Linked DNA regions of Mus musculus: regions 1, 3, 4 and 5 are each linked to region 2. Evidence: chromatin contacts called from public promoter capture Hi-C data. All regions are on one chromosome and are shown on one strand. Each heading gives the region's core, a stretch centred on a gene start, on an enhancer-like site or on the middle of the called end of the contact. The rest is flanking DNA. Distances are from core to core; before and after follow the strand shown.

Region 1 (3,972 bases), core at 218-2,717, 2.9 Mb before region 2:
TGGTAATTAGTGAACTGGAAAACCCAAGATTCATCCCTGTCAAAGGCAGGGCTTCCGGAATCCTTTTTCTCCTCACTTTGTCAGAGAGAGGAGCAAAGTGGGCCGGCCTTCTGGATGCCTGCCTTTGAGTCACGTGCCTCCTAGAGGTTCCCCGACTGAGACCAGTGGGCATCTATAGGGTGTGGTTAGCTGGATGTGAAACTCCTTGGGTCCTCCCATGGTTGGTGTAATGTGTTATCCCCACTTGGGCAGCCAGGATTTACACTGAATTACCTAGTTTGTAAGTGATACAATGGGGATTCAAGCTCTAGCCTTTTTGGAACCCACGAAACTTTCTTCAAACCACAGCCCAGCCATTATTAGCTGGGTGTCACGGCAGAGGTTACCCTCTCTCTCTGAGTGCTACCTTCTGCATTTGTTAACAGGTCTCTAAAAGTGCCTCATTTTGCATAAGACAGGGCCTTAGGAGCTGGTATCATTACTAGTTATTCAGCATTATCTGCAGCTGAATGGCCACCAAGCCAATCAAAGACATTAAGAAAGGATTCAGGCTGGGACTTCATTATGAAGACCAGCCTTCGGTGTCCTAGCAGGGCTTAGTCGTGTCCACGTGTGTCTACACGTGGATCCAGAATGACCCAGGGGAGGGAAGAGTGTCATCAAGTACACTTGTTAACTCTGAGACAAAGGAGTGGGACTATGGCCGCTGGTACTGCTGCCACCGAGCCCTTCTGGCCGCTTCTACACGGCAGTGGACGGAAGCCAGGATTTTCGAGGGCCCCCAGTGAGTCACCAGACTGATGCAATCCCTTTAAAGGGCTCATCTGCTGGTGCAAGAAGCTGATTCATGGAGGGCGTGGCTGCTGAAGGAGGAGAAAGGACGGAAACTGGCAGGAGGGAGTGAGGTAGACAGCCGGCTGAAGTCGTTCATTGGAACTCTTCACTGCAATCTCCCTGGACAAGACTCTAGGGATGTCCAAGATGAACTTGGCCATCTTTGGGGTTTCTGAAGGGCCTAAAGTGAAATGAATTGTGACAGTAGCGACAGCCAATTCTTGACTTCTCTTGTACCCAACTTCAGCACTTTCCCACACAAATTTCCAGAAGCCGAGAAATGGGGAGCAAAGAAAGACTACTTTTCTAAAGAATGCAGTGCAGTTGGCGGGTTTTGCAACCACTTAGAGACGTCCCCAACCCCAGCAAGGAGAGCATAAGTCGGTGAGGTTCTGCAGAGCCAAGGCGGACCGGCGCCTCTGTCCCAGTCCCACTGTAGATGTAGATTAGCGGTAAGTACCGCCCCCTGACTGTCCAATCACTTTACAGATTTCGACCCAGACTCCACCCAGAACCAATTGGCGATCTTATCTGGGCTTCCTGCCTGAAGGCTTCCGCCCATCCTGAAGATGGCGCACCAACCCCAAACTCAGGCGAGGGGGCGGGAGGCGGGGCCGAGAGCCTATGCGTCACTTCCGTTGTCAGGTGGCGGCGCCGCAGCCATGGAGGGAGGCGGCGGCGGCAGCTCTGGCGGCTGCGCTGGGAGGCGGCGGTGAGCGGCTCCCACGCCCCCGGCCCGGCCCCGGCCCCCGGGACGGAGCGCCGAGCAGCCCCGACTCTGGGCTGCGGACTATGGGCAAGGAGCGCTGATTCCCCGGGAAAGGTGAGTTCGGGGTCCCGGGACGCGGAGCCGGGTGGGGGCTGCGTGCTGGCGGGGCGGGCCACCGTGGCGGAGGGACCCCGGTGACAGCCCGAAGCTGACCGGCGCGACCAGAACGGCTATAGTGAATTCCCCCTCCGCCACTGGAGGTCTGTCCTTCCCGGCAGCGGGGGCGTCGGCTGCCGGGAGCCTCGGTCTTTTGCCGCAGCCCTGGGAAATGGGCACTGCTCGCCTTGCCCAGACCCACTCAACCAGTCATCGAAGCAGCCGGCGTTTGGCCCGCTCTAGTTTTTCTCCCAGAGAGACCCGCTCCTCCTCTCCATGCTTCTCTCCTGACCTAGAGAGTGACTTGAAAGTTAGAACGAGTCCCCAAGGAGAGCCAGCCAAGGTTTTCCTCCTGGAGCCCTCACCCGTTGGCACCAACACCATCGCTGCTGGGGAATTTTCACATCCTGGGCGGCGTTCAGGTGCGAGTCACAGCAACCTGCTTGCCAGATCCACGTTGGGCCGGTCTTCACCGTGGGAGAGCTTGCTGTGGTCAGTGTTTCACCTGCCATCCTGGTCAGGCCCGCCCATTCCTACGATGCTTGGCCCCACCTTTCAATCTTGGGTAGGAGCTTTCGGATTCCCGGTGGCTTCTCCGTCCACCCCCACTCCCCCAGGTTGTTGGCAGAAGGAAGAGCTGACAGCCACCTTCGGTGGCAGGATAGACTTTGCTCTGTTTTAAGTCACTGGAGGAAACCGGTTGGCTTTGCTGGTTTTGAGAATCATTGAGGAAGAGGGTAGTCACGCTGGGCTGGGCGCCTTTCCCTCTCGGCTGAGTAGTTTTGCATGAGATAAGGAAGAGCAAAATCCTATAGCCCTTATTTATAAACAACGTTGTGAGTTCCTCCTTAAAGGCCCTGTTATTTGATTGTGGATTAGACTATCTCTGCCAGAGATAGTCCCCATTCATTCATTCATTCATTCATTCATTTTTCTCATAACAAAAGGGCCCTGCCTGTAGAGCCTAGTGCTGTGTAGTATTCGTAGGCTTTGGAGGCTCACTCCTTAAAGCCTGGGATTAAAAGTGTGTGTCAACCTTGCTCTGGACTCCTTAAATTCAGATTCTGGTGCCGCTGCTTTCTGGTTGCCCGACCTTGGGTCATTTGTATTCGTCCTCATTTGCAAACCACTGGCCATGGTAAAAAGAGTCATTATGGAGAGTTGCGCTAACACCTAATAAAGAGGTTCTTATCCGAACTAGTTCACTGTCCAGCTAGAGGAAACTGACCTGCAAGCAGATAGGTGAAATGTGATCTACAAAAGCAACAGAAACTGAATGCTGAGGGAGCCCAGTGGGGAAGCTGCTAGCTCAGTCTGGGAAGCCTGAGCAGTAGTGACAGGAGGATAGTGACTGGAAGGACAGAAAGGGGGAGGGAGGCTTAGTCATGTAAAATGGGAGATGCTATTTGGAGAGAAGTACAGAGAGTCAGAGAGAGACAACCTTAGCTGTGTCAGTAGAGTGGTATGGAAGCCGACAGGGCACAAAGTAAAGCAATATAAGTTAATAAAAAAAAATGAACATCTCATGGATCATTTGGAACTTTGTGTCTAGTGCACAAGAGGCCAGTAAGCTTTTAGCTGAGGAGTGACAGGACTAGATCTGTATCTTAGATCGCATTCTCTGTGAGGAGTTGAGGAGGGTGAGAGAGCTAGACACTTCGTCAGAGACCATCACATGCTTCCAAGAAGAGAGTATAGACCTACTGGACCTGTGCTGAGAAGGCACCGTGTGGTCAGTGCTAGGTGGACAACCCCTTCAAGTGCTCCCCAAAGTGCTCTTCTCTCTCTGAGATCTCAGGTTGTTTAAGCTGCTGGCAATGGCAAGGTAGGACTTTCCTCCCAGATGTAAGGGGGGTTTCATTTTCTCTCCTGTGCCTTTAACGGAGAAGACAGTAGTTTGAAGCGGTTAAGAGCTTTTTTGGCTCAAACAGGTCTACTTCTAATCCCTGCTCAGCTAGCCAGATTTCTCACTGTAAAAAGACACAGTAGGACTTCTTCCGCAATAGGGCTGTCGTGAGGATCAAGACAGATGTTACAGAGTTAGGACTCAGCGTTCAGTGTGCAGTAGACGCTTGGTGAATGGTAGTTTTCGTGGCAAATGGCTAGAGAGCTTCTGGGACCCACTTGAAGCAATTGACAGGAGCTAGTAGAGCTGTGTCCCACGGAGCTGTTTGTTCTGAGGGGTCCCGAGAGCACGCTGCAGTTTATGTATTCTATCTGAAAAGAGAATGGGGCTTCCCCAGGCTGGACAGCGTCACTGCAGATGTGTCTCT
Region 2 (3,858 bases), core at 515-3,014:
TGTCCCCTGACTAGCCTGTCACTTACCCAACCCATTTAAACGCTTCTGAGTTCAGCCACATGGCTACTTTCTTCTCAGTCTCATGAGCCCAGAGTCTGGGCCAAGCATCTTCCACCTCTGACTATCACCCAGAGTTCCCATCTCTTTCCCGGAACTCCCATCTTCTACTTCCTGCCTTTTGTTAAAGGGCCATCTGCTTTTGATTGGCAGGTGATGCTTCCACACAGTACACATCGATTCTCTCTACAGGCCTTCCATTGTATCTGAAGCTCACTCATTAGGCTAGGCTTTCTGCTCAGTGAGCTCCAAGAGTCTGCCGATCTCTACCTCCTCAGGGCTGGGGTTGTAAACAGTTGCTGACGTTACCTGAGTGCCGGGCACCAGAACGCAGGCCCTCACACTTGAGTGCTAGACACCAGTGACTGAACTTTGCCCTGCCCCTTAGTTCACAGTGTTACTTGTAATCCTGTGACCATGTAATTATATAGTGATCAGCTCTTACTTCCGCTTCCGGTCTTAAAAAGGACACAATAAACCCCTGCTTCCTTCAAGGCCACTAAGAGAACCCAACCAGATCAAGCTGGCTCCCATGAAAATCCAGGATGAGCAAGAAGTATGAATGTTAGTTTCTCTTTTTTCATTTGAATTTATTTCTTATTTTCTGTGTGTGAACATATATGTACGCGCAGATATGTGTACCACAGCACACATGTGGAGCTCGGTGGACAACCTGTGGGAGTTGGTTCTCTTCTTTCTTTCATTGGGGGTGGGGTCTTGTTAATCAAACGCAGGTCCTCAGAGTTTGGTGGCAAGTGTCTATACTAGCTGAGCCATCTGGCTAGCTGGTTAACATCATTTACCACTAGGGTGTAGAAAATGGTTGCACTGTGCCTGTGGGGCAAGAATGGTTTCCTAATCACACTTGCACTTACAGTTGAGAAAGGCTCCTTTGGGACAGGATGAAACTTTGACACACCTAAAAGCTGGCGACATCATTGCCTTGTTCAAGACAGGCTCATCTCTCTGGATAAAAACTGTCTTTCTGCTGACTTAAAAGTCAGGAAGGTTGTCTGTGTTCATATATGCATATGTGTTTTATTTTTACAGTCCTGGGGATTGAGCCCAAAACTTCTGTCTCTGTACTATAGCCAGCCCCAGCTATCTTCATTTTCATTTTGGGACAAGGTCTCATTAAACTGCCCAGGCTGGCCTTGAATTCACCGTCGTGGCCTTGACAAGCTTTAAATGTGATCTTCCCAAATAGCCAAAGTTATGGTGCTGTTCAATGGGGGTGTTCTGGAGGGAGAGGGTGTCAGATTACAAACTTGTTGGAATTTACTTAACCAATCTTATTATTAGACATCAACATCTTTGTCAGGAACTCATTACATATTCCTTGTTTCTGCCTTTGAATTCTTGGAAGTGGAATTACTGGTCCAAAGGTTACGTTATTGCCAATTTGTTTCCTGGGAGTGATTTTACCCACTTACACTCTCACAGGCAATTTTACGGGGCTCAAACAGAGACTCTGGAGTTATTAACTGTCAAAGGCCAAACTAGAACTTCACCCGCTCCAGGCTTCCTTCTCGTTTTTCCCGCCCACTCCATACACCAGCCGAGAGCCGCACGCGCTCTGTTGCCCCAGCTCTTCCCAGGCTGGCCCGCCTCTTCCTCGTTCCCAATTCTGCCCAATCGGAAACAGAATTTTCTTAGTCTCGTCGTACGATTGGTAAATGAAAGTGCCCGTCAAGTTCGGGGGCGGGTAGAGAGGGTTGACGGATGCGGCGAGCGACCAGTGTGAGCCCGGAGTAGGATGTACGCTGGCCTGGAAGCGCTAGACCTGTGAGGTGTGCGGCTGGCTGTTGGAGTGAAGCTTTGGAAGACATGGCTCCCAACGTGTTGGCTTCCGAACCGGAGATTCCGAAGGGCATCCGGGCCGTGTTGCTGGGGCCGCCCGGGGCTGGCAAGGGGACGCAGGTGAGTGTCGGTTCCGTGTCGGGCGGTGGAGCCCGAGAAGCTACAAGGTCAGGGCGGTCGGAGAGCCGGAAGCTCCTTTCCCGCCCCGGAGCTGGGTGGTGAGCCCTGGCCTGCAGGGACCCTCGCGGGGTCTCCAGTTGTGGCGCGGTGTTTAGGGGAGGGTCCCAGTCGCAGTAAGGGGGAGGCTGGGTGGAGGTTCTTGGGGGAACCCAGGATCGTGTTAGGGCATCCAGGGACTGTTACTTGAAAATTGTGAAAGGCAGGGCGATCCCCCAGGCTGAAGCTCTGGATCACAGGCCCGAATGGGAGAAAGCTTTGTGACCAAGTCGCCCTCGGAGTTGAGAGCGTATTGCCCTGAGTCAGGGATAATTTCTAGGCATAAGGGGGTGAAACTTTTAATTTTTTTAATGGCTAATGATTAGGGGTACTAAGAAGTCTCCACGTGGGGCAGAGTGGTTACTGGTGTATGCCTATCGAGGCGTTCTGCCAAGAGTGAGGCATGAGCCGCGGGAGCCACCAGTGTTGTTGGGGGTGGGGGGATGGGAGAAAACCTTTCCAGCTGGCCAGAAAACTGGAGGTGAATGTATAGATTCGGTTCATAAGCCACGGGCATCATGGGGGGTTGTGAGTGGGGCAGGGAGTGCTCATGGAGCAGCATGAGATGGCTCTGATGGTTGTAATTGAGCAATTGAGGGCCGCTAACGTGCTAGATCAACAGGTAAGAAAACAGGTGTAGAGGTCCAGTGACTTTTCAAAGTTAGTGAAATCGGTTTCACAGAGGCCTCAAGGATTGCCTTCTGCCCCACTGCAGAGCCTCCCTTGCTTGGCATCTGGGCCATAGATCAGGGCTGGGATTTATGCTGGCACGTAGGGCTTGGAAGCTCATATGGTGGGCCGTTGGTGTCACTTTCTTGCCCAGCCTTTGGCCACAACCACCCACCCCTCAACTCTACCTCCCCATCAGACCCCAAGCTTTGATGATCACTATGCTCTAAAGAGGGAATTCTTTCAAGGTTGCGTTCCCAAGCAAATGAGTGCTGTCCTCCCTCTTCACAGCACTGCTGAGTTTATTGTTATGTTTTTAAAGATACCTCCCCTCTGTCTCCCTCCGTCTCCCTCCCTCCTTCTCTCTCTCTCTGTCACACATAAGGTGGGAGAGTGTGTGTGTGTGTGTGTGTGTGCGCAGGGACGTAGAGAAAGAGTGTGTGGGGACATGCGTGCCGTGATGCATACGTGGAGGTCAGAGTGCAACTTGCTGGAATCATTTTCTTTTTTCTACCATGTGGAGCCCAGGGATCGAACTCGGACCGTCAGACTTGACGGCAAGCTACTTTACCTGTGAACCCATGTCACCTGTGTACCTATGTCACCTGTGTACCCACGTCACCTGTTCTGTTTGCCAAGTTCTCAGTATTTTGGCAAGCAGATCAGCATCTCGGGCTGTACAGTCTACGTATATGTGTGTATATCTGTGCATGTAGAACGCTATGTATGTAACTTCTCAGTGTTTCTACCTAGAAAATGTAAAGCTTACAAAGACATTGGAAGATGATGGCTTTTATATTGAGAGCACCCACACATTCCTAGCTGGTGGCAGGGCGCGTGACAGCTGTGAACGCTGACCACTCAGTGGCATCTCTCTCTGCCCCCAGCTCAGGTGTAGTGCAGCAGCATGAAGCTGATTCATTCAGATCTGGGAGGACCATGTGCCGTGGGCTCATGGAAGGCAGTGCGAGAATCATGGAAGTTGGTCCAAGACGGCTTTGTGCAATGATTAGAAGTTTGGCTTGAAGGATGAATATGGATGCTCATGTCTGTCTGTAGTCCCAGTGACTTAGGCAGGAGGAGACTAAAGTCAAATTTGATGATAGCCCAGCTAAA
Region 3 (3,949 bases), core at 437-2,936, 2.7 Mb before region 2:
AGTTTTCAGGTTGCAGTCTGAGCAAGGATGAGACCTTACAGATCAATACATGTGCCCCGCCCCCACCCTTAATTCAAAACTGATGACTCGGAGAACTGTCCCAAAGAAAAGGCAGGGCCAAGTTCGGGAATCAGAGGCAGAGAGGGGGGATAATGAGTCCGTGAGAAGTCAAGGAGAGGCTCCACCTCCAGTCTGTCCAGAACCGCCCTGCCTGACAGCAGGCTGGGTGGGGTCAGGCGGCTGCCTGTGACTGTGACTCAGGTTTCTGTGGGCAGCCAAGGCAGCCGGCAGGGAGGAGCCCAGACCGACTGACAGGCTGGCCAACTGCTGTTTTCACCTCAGCTGTCCCCTCTCCTGGGAATGAAGGAGGCTCTGGACTAGCCTCACTGCTACTCTCCCAAGGCTACAGACTTCTGTCTTCTTCTTCTGCTCCCTTCTAGAGACCCTCATGCAGCCTCCTGAGGTCGTGCCACAGGATGGAGAGTCAGGGATCTCTGCCTCTAGGGAGGCCCCGGAATGTCTGTACTACAGGGAGAAGGCTATAATAATGATTGGTCCTATAACCTCAGGGAAAGACTGGGAGAAACCCTTGCCCCCCTCCAGCCTTCTCCTAGCCTAGCTGGCTCAGTATCTGGACAGAGCAGTTGTCATGGTGAAGGCCGGGTGGTACACAACAGTATATAGTTGCTGCAGAGACAGACAAGCAGGCTGAAGCGAGGAGACCTGAATTCCAAGCACAGTGCCCACAGGGCTGACCACTAAGGAGAGACGGCCGGAGCCAAATCCAAAGGGCTGTGGTCAGTGATGACAGGGCTTTGCCTCTGTGAAGGGTAAGAAGGGTTTGGTCAGCTAGCACATTCCTCAACGATTGTTGGGCTGTGTTTGGATCTGTTGGACTGTCTTGATAGTGTAGCTCGAAGGGAATCACATTTCCTCTGTGCCTTTTCTGTGCCCACGATCTGTGCTCATGTCTCATTAATATTTACAGCAACTGAAAGAACTTCAGCATCTGGCCTCAGATGGCAAGCCTGGGATTAGAACTCGGCACTGAGTGCCACCACAGCCGGCATCTTGGTTTTTCTGGGAACTAGGCAGGGTAGCTGTTCTAGAGAAGGGACGGTAAGTGATTTGGATTTGTTAAAAAGGCCACAAGTGTAAGGATGCAGGGCTTGGCTGTGTTTGGGGTTTGGGAACAGATGGCAGTTGAAAGAGAAAGCCGTTAACTATCCTGACATAGAATATGTGGTCATGCAAACTTTTTATAATGAACTTTAGACCTCTGTGTGAGCCATCGCTAGTTTTTCAGGACATCCTGGGCGCTTCTGGAGCTGATCTGCAGCAACAGAAAACAGTTCGAAATAGGGACTTTCCAAGACCAGTCTGGGAGAGAGAAGAATTTGCAGAACATCACAGTGCCAGTCGTGGGGGAGGAAAATAAGGACACTCTGTGGACAATGTAGGACTACCACAAGGTGCGGATGCCACCTAGCGGCCATAATGGTGCAGCCACCCGGGCGCTGGTAGCATTCCGGAGCTGCAGCTCGAGCTGAATCACGGGTGGGACTTCCGGGTAGAACTGCCGGATGCTGTAGTCTGACTTTGGTCAGCCGAACCACAAGTCCCGGGGTCCTCTGCGCCACACCGCGCAGGCGCAGTGAGGAGGGGCCGGTCAGTCCTAGACGCTGAGGGGCCGCGGCTGGGTTGAATCGGCGACTCCCGGGGTCTGGGATCTGGGTTGTGAGGAGGTGAGGTGAGGCGGCACTGAACGGTGGGCACCATGTCGAGGCAGGCGAACCGTGGCACGGAGAGCAAGAAAATGGTAACTGAGCGCGTGACCCGGCGGGCCGGGCGGAATCGAAGCTTCCTGGGAAGGGGCCTGGTGCTGGCGCTCCAAGTGATTGTCAAATGAGTCCTGCTGTGAGCTGTGGGATGGGGAAGTCCCAGTGTGGGTCATTCCCTAGGCGTCCGGCGCTGGGGCAGCTTGGGGGGACCCCTGAGTTGCCCCTCCGCCCGCTACACCCAGGTCTCTCGGGGTCGAGTGCTAAACCAACAACAGCGACGGTAATCAATAACAGTACCAACCATTTACTGATCTCTTACTGTGCGTTTGGTGCTAGGCTATTGCTTCCATTATGTCATTATCACAAGGTAACCTCTTCTAGGTGGATAATGTTATGGCGTTTTACAGCTCAGTGAAGTTTATGGGACATCCAGATTTACACTTCGGAAGAGTTAGGATTTAAACCCATGCCCCTCCATTTCTACAGTGAATATTTCAGCTTTTCACTATGCTTTAGGCATTGTGAGACTTAGACAGTGGTCTTGTCAGAAGGGGACTTGCCATCTAACATTAAGGAGTGAGCCGGCCTAAGTATTCAGTGGCCCCTGTAATGGTTGAGAGGATAACTGTGGTTCCTTCCCTAACCTGGGAGTAGTGGGACAGGATATAATCCCAAAAGGCTGGGCTGGGCTGGACTGGGTCTGGAGAGTCAGGTGGATATCAATTTTCTCCGAATCCCAAGGAAAGAGGCTTTCTTGTCAAGTGTTTTTTGTTTGTTTGTTTGTTTGTTTTTAGTGTATTCTTTTGCAGAACTGCCCATGCTGTGCCTTTGCTTTGGAGTTTCAAACTGAACATCTGGGAGCGGAACTGTAGCTCCAGTTGGTAGAGTGTCTGCTTAGCATGCACAAGGCCCTGAGTTGAATTCCCAGCACCACGTAAACTAAGCTTGCTCATGCATGCCTGTAATCCCAGCCCTCGGATGGTAGAGAAAAAGGGTCAGGAATTCAGGGTTGTCCTTAGCCCGAGATAAGATGGAGGCCAGCGTAGGCTACTTGAAGCTACTACTTGAAACTATTTTTAACACACAGAGTGTTGGGGACGTGGGGTGTGGGGCTCACATCAGGTTTGGGAGGTAACTCAGTGGTAGGATGCATATGCAGGATACTCTGAATTCAGACTTCAAAAAACAGCGGGACCAATCCGAGGTTGCCTGCCTGCTGACTAGATCTGGAAACCTATGTACTCCACTCTGGACAGTATGATTCAGTATGATTAGACTTTGTGTCTTATACCAGGAACAGCCAGCACAGGTGGAATCCCTGTTATTCCAGGCTGGTTCTTCCCCACCCCACCCCACCCCACCCCCAGAGCTGAGACTCTAACCCAGAGCCTTGTGCTTGCTAGGCAAGCGCTCTACCACTGACCTAAATCTCCAAGTCCCTAGGCTGGTTCTTTATAACCCTCGGACCACTTTCAAGACACAATGACAGCAATGATTCATCTCTACACAAATATTAAATTACACAAACACGAACTCAGTGATCAAAGCTGAGTTGGATCCTAGCACCGCAAACACAAAATGCAAAAACCCGACATCATATACACACATTTCATATACACACATTTGTTTGTATTTTCCAGGGATTTGTGTGGGCCTCAGCATACTCTGGGGATGGTAAGTTAAGAATCAGTTTTAGGGGACCGAGCATGCACACACACACATACACACGATGGGGGAGATTTCTGGAAGAAATAACAGTAGTTGAGAGTTTTGTGCTAGAAAACAATGTCATCTAGAAGAAAATATACACATGTTCCTTGGCATTTTCAAGTGATTATTAGTTTCTTTAGCTACAAAATGGGGGCTGTGGTACCAAAGACTAGAGGAAAGAGTGTTAAATTTAAGGGGATGGATGGTGTTTCCTTGGTGATGGGAGCAGACACTTATTCCTTAGTCTTTGTATCCTGTTATCAGTATTTGTTTGATTTCTCCTGGACTCAGTATTGATGTGGTTTGTTCGAGCCAGGGTCTCTCTACATAGCCCTGGCTGACCTTAAACTTGCTATGTAGACCAGGCTAACCTGCTCCTTTTGTTTTCATTGTGTCCTATGAGAATGGGAACTCAAGCAGGGCAAGGGTTTGCCCCTTCCACTGCTCCAGTCCTAGCA
Region 4 (3,920 bases), core at 1,217-3,716, 2.4 Mb before region 2:
GAGCACTTGCTGCTCTCACCTCTGCCTAGTGATTTACAGTCCCTTTAACTCCAGCTTCAGAGGATTCTAGTCCCAGACTCCACATGCTAGAAGGAGAATACACGTTGTTATCAGTCCTCCACATGGGCCAGGGCCTTCCCTCCACCAAAAAAAAAAAAAAAAAAAAGTAGAATAACATTACTGAAACTTACCACTGGGTGGCAGTGTTTCTCCATAAATAAGGTGTCACAGGCCTTTGGATTAAATCAGTTCATAAATTCTACAGAATTATAGTAAAGCTATAGTAACATGATTGACTCTTTTTCGAAAAGAAAAGAAATATAGAGACATATCAGGGAGGGAGAGCATTTATTTAGCATGGATGAGGGCACCGGCTTTGATTCTCAGCACAAAACCAAGAGTCAAAAATAGCATTGTAGGCATCTCTTCAAGCTTTTCTTACTCTTTAGCTCGATTTTGTTCATTTCCGTGGAACAAATAATAACAGAACACTTGAGAATGGCACGAATGTGTTAAGTTCCATTTTTCTCATGTACTTGTAATCTCGGCATATTTATTTATTTATTTATTTATTTATTTATGTGTGTGTGTGTGTGTGTGTGTATGTGAGAGAGAGAGAGAGAGAGAGAGAGAGAGACATATGCTAGTGCTGCATACGACATATGTGTGGAGATCAGAGGATAACTTTGAGGAGTCTCTCCTTCCCGTCCACTGTGGGTTCTAGGGACAGAACTCGCCTAGGCTCTAGGGTGGTTGAGGCCTCTGCTGTAAGCACCTTCACCTGCTGATCCATCTTGCTGGCCTAGAACTGATTTGTGTATACTGATTCTGTGTGCTATGTCAAGATCCAAAGTGCCTAATTTTAGAAGTACAGGCTAACAGATGAAAGTCATTTTTATTCATTTTGGTGTTTATGGGTATTTTGCTTGAATGTATGTCTGTGCTCCACATCCATGCCTGTTGCCCATGGAGACCAGAAAAGGGTATCAGGGCTCCTGGAACTGGAGTTATGAATAGTTTTGAGCTGCCATGTTGGTGATAGGAGTTGAACCAGGGTCCTCTGGAAAAGCAACCAGTGATCTTAACCTCTGAACTGTCGTTCCAGCCCTCAGAAATAATTCTTTAGACAGAAGTGTAATTTGGGGCAACAGAACAGGAGAAGGGAGATTTTGGAGGATGCTCTCGGTGAGCCTGGAAATCATAAAGAGCAGGTGACAGTGGACGCGAGACGATCACATTACTTCCCTTACACGCTTCCTCCAAAGATTAAGAGAATGATGATTATAAAATTCTGCCCATTGTTTGTCACAAACTGTATGGCCAATAAAAGTCAGTCCTCCAAATGCTGGAGGAAGTGCTACAGATAGATGCATATTTGTGAATCATTGATGTATACGGTCATAGTAAAATAGCCTTTTTTTTTTTAAAAAGGGGGTAAAATATGAGGATGGGACTCTTTTTTGTATTTTTTGGAAGCCTGGAGATTATACCAGGGAGGGCCTCATGCAAACTAACTAAGCAAGAGCTCTACTACTGAGCTGCATCCCCAGCTCAAGACCCTTAGGGGTGTAGAAGTGGGCGGAGATGTGGAGAAATGGAGTTGTTTTTTATCTGAATGTGTATTCAGATAAAGGGGAGACCAGTGTCAGAGGTGACTGTCATCCCTCGTATCCTCTGAGGAGATTCTAGGGATGTGAGGTTTTCCGTGCTAAACCTGGGAAAGTCCTAAGCAAACTGGACAGAGTTGGTCACCATACCAGAATAGGTGAAGGGGGGTGGGGGGAGTTAGAGAGGAGGGGGGTTTGGGTGGGATGGAGGATAATAAATACTCAGATCTTTCTTTCCCTGTGCCAGCTGGTCTCTTTATAATAACTTTGTAAGGAGTTTTAACACTGGCTTGACCATTCAGAAGACAAAAGACAAGTCAGCTGGGACAATACAGTCCAGAAAGGACATTCTTGCCTGCCTATAGAACATGGGGAAGAAAGGACAGAGAATCGACCCGAAGAGGTAAAAACATTAACTCTGCAGGTTAGGATTGCTCCAGGGATGAACTGATGGAGAAAGCCTCCACTGGGGTCTAAGGTTCCCTCAGCAAAAAATTCAGGTGTGGGACACTCCCAGAATCCTGGGAACTTCTTCCCAGTTCACTTCCTGCATTGAAATTTCTCTCCTCTAATTGCATACGGTACGACCCATCGAACGAAGACATAGGTCAAAAGTCCAAGAACATCATTCGCAAGATACCTTCTTTCTAAGCCATAGCGCGGGATCTCTTCGCTCCCCGAGAACCCCCAGACACCCCAAAGCCACTCCTAGATCTGTTTGACAAGAGCAGCCGCAACCCGCCAAACCAACGCAAATTACATTTGCCGGGCAGGCAGGAGGCGCCTCCTGATTGGCAGGGCGATAGGGGTGGGGCCTCGGAGGGAAACCCTCCCTCGGATTGGTGCAAACCCTCAAGGTTGAGCGTTGTACCGCGTCTGGGCGCGAAAGCTCGAACTTCGCTGCCGAGCTGGAGACGGCGGGAGCTGTCGCCGTCAAGTTGAGGTTACTGCAGACACGTTCTCCTGGAGCTGTGCGGAAGGGAGGCCGGAATCATGACCGGCGAGGTGGGTTCTGAGGTGAGTTTAGGCTCTGGTCCGGGCTGTGGAGGCCTTTCGCTGAGGGCCGAGTGGGACAGTCAACCCAGCAGGGCCAGAGCGCCGAGCCGGGAGGACTACAATTCCCGGCGTGCACCGCTCCGAGACCACTGGACTGAGTCTGGGGGCCTCTGGAGGGTCTCCATCTGGCTTCCCGCGCTCAGTCCCCACAGCTTCTGGTTCGGCGGCGCGCGCTGTTGTCCGCCCAGCCGGGTCCTCAGCTTGTCACTGCAGCCCGCCTTGCTCTTTGGCGCGTTTCCTGCCGCGCAAGCTCCCTTTACAGCATCCCCACAAAAAAAAAAAAAAAAAAAAAAAAAAAAAAGGCCTTGGCCAGCCTGGCCTGGAAGTTGTGGGGTGGGAGTCTCTGTAAGCACAGGGTGAGGGGTATAAGCAGTTGGAACTCTGGTTCTGGAAGGAACTTGTAAGGGTGTCGCGCGTGGGCCCACAGTCTTTGCCTACAGTGGCCTGGCTCACAGCGTCCTTCCAGTAGCTGGTGACTCACTAGTGGAATTTGGCCATAGAAAACCTTTTCCGTGATCTGTGTTCTTTTCTGGAGCCAGGACTAGGGCCAAATAGTTGCCTTAAGAACAGATTTAATGGGGGTACCAGAAAAACCTAATCACCAAAGGAAAGCCTTTTTGTTGTTGTTGTTGTTGTTGTTGTTTTTTTTTTTTTTTTTTTTTTGAGACAGGGTTTCTCTGTGTAGCCCTGGCCGCCCTGGAACTCACTCTGTAGACCAGGCTGGTCTCGAACTCAGAAATCCTCCTGCCTCTGCCGAGTGCTGGGATTAAAGGCGTGCGCCCCCACGCCTGGCTATGAAAGCCTTATTTTGACATGAAGTTTTCACGATTAGATATTGAACAAAATAACAGACTTTAATCAAGATCTCGTTGTGCACCAACCTGTCTTTTTGCCTCACTAGGATTTTTTTAAAAAGCCTTAATTTAAATAACATTATTTTCAAAAGGTGGCTGACTTCATAAGCCACACTTTTGCTGACTCTTACTAGAAAGAGAGAAAGAAAGAAAGAAAGAAAGAAAGAAAACAAACATAAAAGTAGGAGACAAAGACAGGGAGGCAAAGTTAGAAGAATGGTATGTGAGCACAATTATGACATGAGTGAGTGTGTGTGTGTGTGTGTGTGACTATCACAGTGGGATCTGAAGGATGGCTCATAAATAAAGACATTTGTTTTGAAGCCTGACAGCGTGACTTCTATCCCCAGGACTCACCTAGTAGAAGAGATTAGATTTTTGCAAGTTGTCCTCTGTCTTCCTT
Region 5 (4,063 bases), core at 1,553-4,052, 2.8 Mb before region 2:
ATCTCATAATTCTCCAAAGAAGCAAGGTAGCATTTTAAAAATCTGTCCAATATAAACTATATAAAAGCATGGTGACTGATGTCTTGGAGATAGCATTAGGACAGACTAGTCTCAGAGATCCTGTCTCAAGGGGGGAGAGGGAGACGACTAAAATAAACTTAAGTTTGTGCTCCTCAGGCAGCCTAATACCTCTTCTGTGCAAATCTTGGACACACTCCAAGAGTTTTTTCCAAAAAATAACCAATACAAAGCAGGTCACTTTTCATTTTCTATAGTTTTGGATTTTTGAAGGGAGGATCTTTACACAGGCCCAGCTGCCTAGACCAGGCTGACCTTGAACTCAGAGATCCACCTGTTTCTGTCTCTCAAGTCCTGGGTAGAGCACACAGGTCTATCTGGCCCAGCTCACCATAGTTTTTCTTTCTTACTTTTGCACTAAGGAAAACCAGTATTCTAAAAAGCTCTCTATCACTGAACTACACCCCAAGAATGTGACCCATAATCTCACTAAACAATCCAAACTCCAAAGTAACCACACTTGGTAGCAAAGATACATGCTGCATACTGGAGCACTAACAATTACTAGCACCCCTTTCTAACAGGGCTGTATTTAGTCTGCAGACTAAAATACCAATCCTACTAAGTGTGACTGTTCACCTCAGCAATCACCAACACTCAAGAGACAGAGGCAGGAGAGGCCCTACCTAGAGACTAAATCAATCTCTAAAACTAGAGATCCTACATGGGTACTAAAAGAACTGAAAAACAAATGATATTTGTATTAAGTGTGTTCTGTGTGTGTCTCTCTGTCTCTGTATCTGTCTGTGCCTCTCTCTCTCCCCTCCTCCCACCACCCCACTCCTGAGACAAGTTCTCACTATGTAGTTCTAGCTGGCCTGGAACTCAGAAACCTGCCTACCATTGCCTCGGAGTGTTATGATTAAAGACAAGAACCACCACACCCAGCCATCCAGACATGTAGTAACCTTCAACCAGTTCTTTTTACAAAATGTAATCAAACCAGAGTGGTGGGCTCACCTTTGCGAGGCAGTGGGAGGCTGGAATCTTGGGTCAACCAGAGATACACAGTAAGACCCTGTCTTCAAAAAACAAAACAACACACACAAAAACAAGTTGGGTGTAGGGGCAAAAGCCGCTCTAAGGTAGAGGTAGGAGGCTCAAGAGTTCAAGGCCAGTATCAGCTACATACAGAGTTCAGAGGCCAGCCTGGACCTTGTCTTAGGCAAAACAAAAATTAAAAAAAAAAAAAAAAAAAAAAGCAATCATGCCAAAATAGCTGCATTTGCGCAGGGGCCATTGCTAATCTTCTCTGTATCGTTCCAATTTTAGTATGTGTGCTGCCAAAGCAAGCTCGCTGCATTACTTTTTGATTCACTAAGTACTAATATTAATTCAAGATACACATCTGCAAATTAACTAAAAACTACAAAGACCAACTTTTCTCCACAAGTTTCAAGGCACCAGCCGTCTTTAACATTTATACAGAATAATATATACACCTAAGCTGTCTAAATAATAGGATTGACTACACACGGACAGTATTTCCACAAACAAAACTAGGAAAGATCTGAAAAAAGACAGTTGGATACATGCCTTTCGACTTAGGACCCACAATCGAAAACTCCCATACCCGGTAACAAGGGGTTAACCGTCAGTGAATTTCGTTGAATATTTACACTAAAGGTAGCCAGGGTTGTGCACTGCCATTTTAGAAAAAGAAAAAAAAAAACAAAAAAACTTAAGTACGTTAAAGTAAAAACTGAAATTTAAACGCAAAAGCTGATAAAGCCGTCTTTCTTGGCTCTGTCCTATAACGTCCTTGCCATATTGTTTCTATCCAATTAGCAAGCTCCTCGTTAACATAGGACTCTCACCGATGGCTTCCAACTTCTGGGCCACCAATGTTGCCGCCAACTACCGCCGCCACGCTCCACCCATTAAGAATCACAAGAGCAAAGAAAATAAGAGAAAAGTTGTTTAAGTGTGGGACACAACTGCTTCTCACCAGCAGGGCACACGCCAATCACCGAAGGAACGCAAGTCGGCCTCACTTGCAACCAAAGGAAGAAAGTGGGAACTATTTTTCCGATAGGAAATAAACTTGGAATAGGCCTCTTTTGGCCAAGAGAGGAAGAAAACAAAACAAAAGAACAAACAAGTTTAAAAAAAAAACAAACACAGAAGAAGTACTAACATTTAGTGTGCTAGCAGCCACATGGGCCCTAGAAGACAGAACCAGGCCAATGGAGACTGGTGGGGGAAGGGCGTGCAAGAGTTCCCGGAAAAAAAAAATTCAAATAACGAGGTTCGTAAAACAGGATTTGGGGGGCGGGGGGGAGATGGAGTTGGTGGAAGCCGTCGTTCCCGCACAGTGCACAGAAGTGTGCAAGCTGTTTCAGAGAGAAGGCGGCCGGAGCCCGGAGAACTAGGCCGGAGCGGAGGGAAGCGGAGAAGGGCGGGGAGGGGGAGGAGCCGATGGAGCAGGGCCCGCTCGGAGCAGGCCCGGGCCGAGCGTGGAGGAAGCCGCCGCACGCTAGGCCTAACCCTCGCCGGGGCCCAGCCGGCGCCCAGAAAAGAGGAAAACCCCAACACACAGAGATTAGCTGAGCTGTCCTCACTCCCATCAACTGCGTCCACTCACCTTGACCGGCCGGAGCGACTACAGCTGCAATCTCGCAACGGCACAACCGGCCCGAAGCTCGCCCCCGCCCGCTAGCGCGCCCCGCGTCCCCGCTCTCCGACGACGGCGGCTACCGCCTCGCTCCGCTACCTCCTGGGAAATGTAGTCCTAGGTTTCTCTCTCCTGACTCACCGGACGTCCTCTCGAACTCTATTTCCCACAAGGCAGAGCGAGCGTTGGGCCCGCCGCTTTGCGTCACGCGCCCGAAGATCGGCGGTCACGTGGGCGACTGCGTTGCGCCTCCGTTCCCCCCTCCCCCCGCTCCCGCCTGGGTGGCCTGAGGAAGAGGGAGGGAGGTGGACGGAAGGGGCCCGGGCGTTGCTGACGCCACTGCCCCCACCATTTTGGAGAGGCCTCTCCGGGGGACTGAGGGAGGGCCCGAGCCCCACCCACTCGTCTTCTGCTTACGTCCCCGGAAAGTCTCTAGTTTGGTGGCCATCAGGCCTCTTGGCATTCGTTCTGTGCCTTACCCTTCCCCTGCTTTCTGACCTTGAACAGATCGTTGTATAAAGTGAGGCTCATAATTTGTACCTCACAGAGTTGTTGGGAGGTCCCCGACAAAGGAAGGCACTTGATCACCCGGAACCCAGAAAACGCAACGCAAAATGGAGAAGAGTTGTTTTGATAGTGTGATCTCAGGGGACCCAGAAGTCCGTTGGATCTCGGTCTCTCCTACAGCCACCTCCTGTCCCATTTAATGGCAATAAGAGCCCAAAGAGGTTTTTAGTTTGGGGATTTTTTTCATGGGGAGCGGGGATTCTAGACAGGGTTCTCGGTATACTGAAATACTCTAGGTAGAGCAGGCTGGCCTCAAACTTGGCCCAGAGAAGTTTTTTAAGAACATGGGCCCAGGAAGTATATTAGTACCTGTGGAACCACAAATGTCCTGGAAAGTGAAACCCTGGGATTTGTGTTTTCTCCTTGGTTTTTGTTTTTTGTTTTTTTTTGTTTTTTGTTAACTTTAATTTTTAGAACAGAATCTCCCGTTGTATGCCAAGCTGTCCTGGAAATCACCGGGTAGCACAGGCCGTCCCCTAAACTCAAGGCAGCCTTTTCGTCTCAGCCTCATTCATGACTGCTGAGCTTACAGATGTTAAGTCACTACGAGGCTGTTTCTCACATGGTCACTAAGGTTTTTTAGAGCAGTTTGGTTTTCTCTGCACTTGCTTGCCTTAGTGAATCCTGCACATGTAAGCGTTCAAACGTCACCTTTTCTGTCATGCATTTACGAGCTACTGTACTGCTGTAGCTATTGAAACTGTTCCTGTTCAGATGGAAGGAAGGGTATCCAGGGATTCGGAAGGCCCAGGAACCGCTACGCTCTGAGAGGAAGCCTCTTCAGCAGAGGCATTGCAGCTCGGG

Evidence for each region. Promoter capture Hi-C pulls out the DNA fragments that hold promoters and counts their contacts.
Region 1: a contact with region 2 is called in a promoter capture Hi-C map of liver, with 3 times the contacts expected there. The contact joins the promoter of Stk40 here to the promoter of Ak2 in region 2. A contact is called at or near these places in 2 of 39 promoter capture datasets (both in liver).
Region 3: a promoter capture Hi-C map of pre-B cells shows a contact between it and region 2, with 4 times the contacts expected there. The contact joins the promoter of Trappc3 here to the promoter of Ak2 in region 2. A contact is called at or near these places in 2 of 39 promoter capture datasets (the C10 cell line and pre-B cells).
Region 4: a contact with region 2 is called in a promoter capture Hi-C map of pre-B cells, with 3 times the contacts expected there. The contact joins the promoter of Clspn here to the promoter of Ak2 in region 2. A contact is called at or near these places in 2 of 39 promoter capture datasets (hippocampal neurons and pre-B cells).
Region 5: a contact with region 2 is called in a promoter capture Hi-C map of liver, with 7 times the contacts expected there. The contact joins the promoter of Thrap3 here to the promoter of Ak2 in region 2. A contact is called at or near these places in 2 of 39 promoter capture datasets (both in liver).

The regions. Positions count from the first base shown.
Region 1 is chr4:126,102,490-126,106,461 of GRCm38.p6, forward strand. Stk40 (serine/threonine kinase 40) reads left to right here and starts at 1,468. Exons shown (of 11, transcript NM_028800.3): 1 at 1,468-1,657.
Region 2 is chr4:128,991,460-128,995,317 of GRCm38.p6, forward strand. It overlaps Ak2 (adenylate kinase 2), which reads left to right and starts at 1,765. Exons shown (of 7, transcript NM_016895.4): 1 at 1,765-1,977. The coding sequence starts at 1,885.
Region 3 is chr4:126,260,719-126,264,667 of GRCm38.p6, forward strand. It overlaps Trappc3 (trafficking protein particle complex 3), which reads left to right and starts at 1,687. Exons shown (of 5, transcript NM_013718.2): 1 at 1,687-1,819. The coding sequence starts at 1,778.
Region 4 is chr4:126,554,514-126,558,433 of GRCm38.p6, forward strand. Clspn (claspin) reads left to right here and starts at 2,467. Exons shown (of 26, transcript NM_175554.4): 1 at 2,467-2,624. The coding sequence starts at 2,601.
Region 5 is chr4:126,199,908-126,203,970 of GRCm38.p6, forward strand. Thrap3 (thyroid hormone receptor associated protein 3) reads right to left here and starts at 2,803. Exons shown (of 12, transcript NM_001356455.1): 1 at 2,663-2,803. Gm25323 (a small nuclear RNA gene) reads right to left here and starts at 1,370; the gene lies at 1,268-1,370.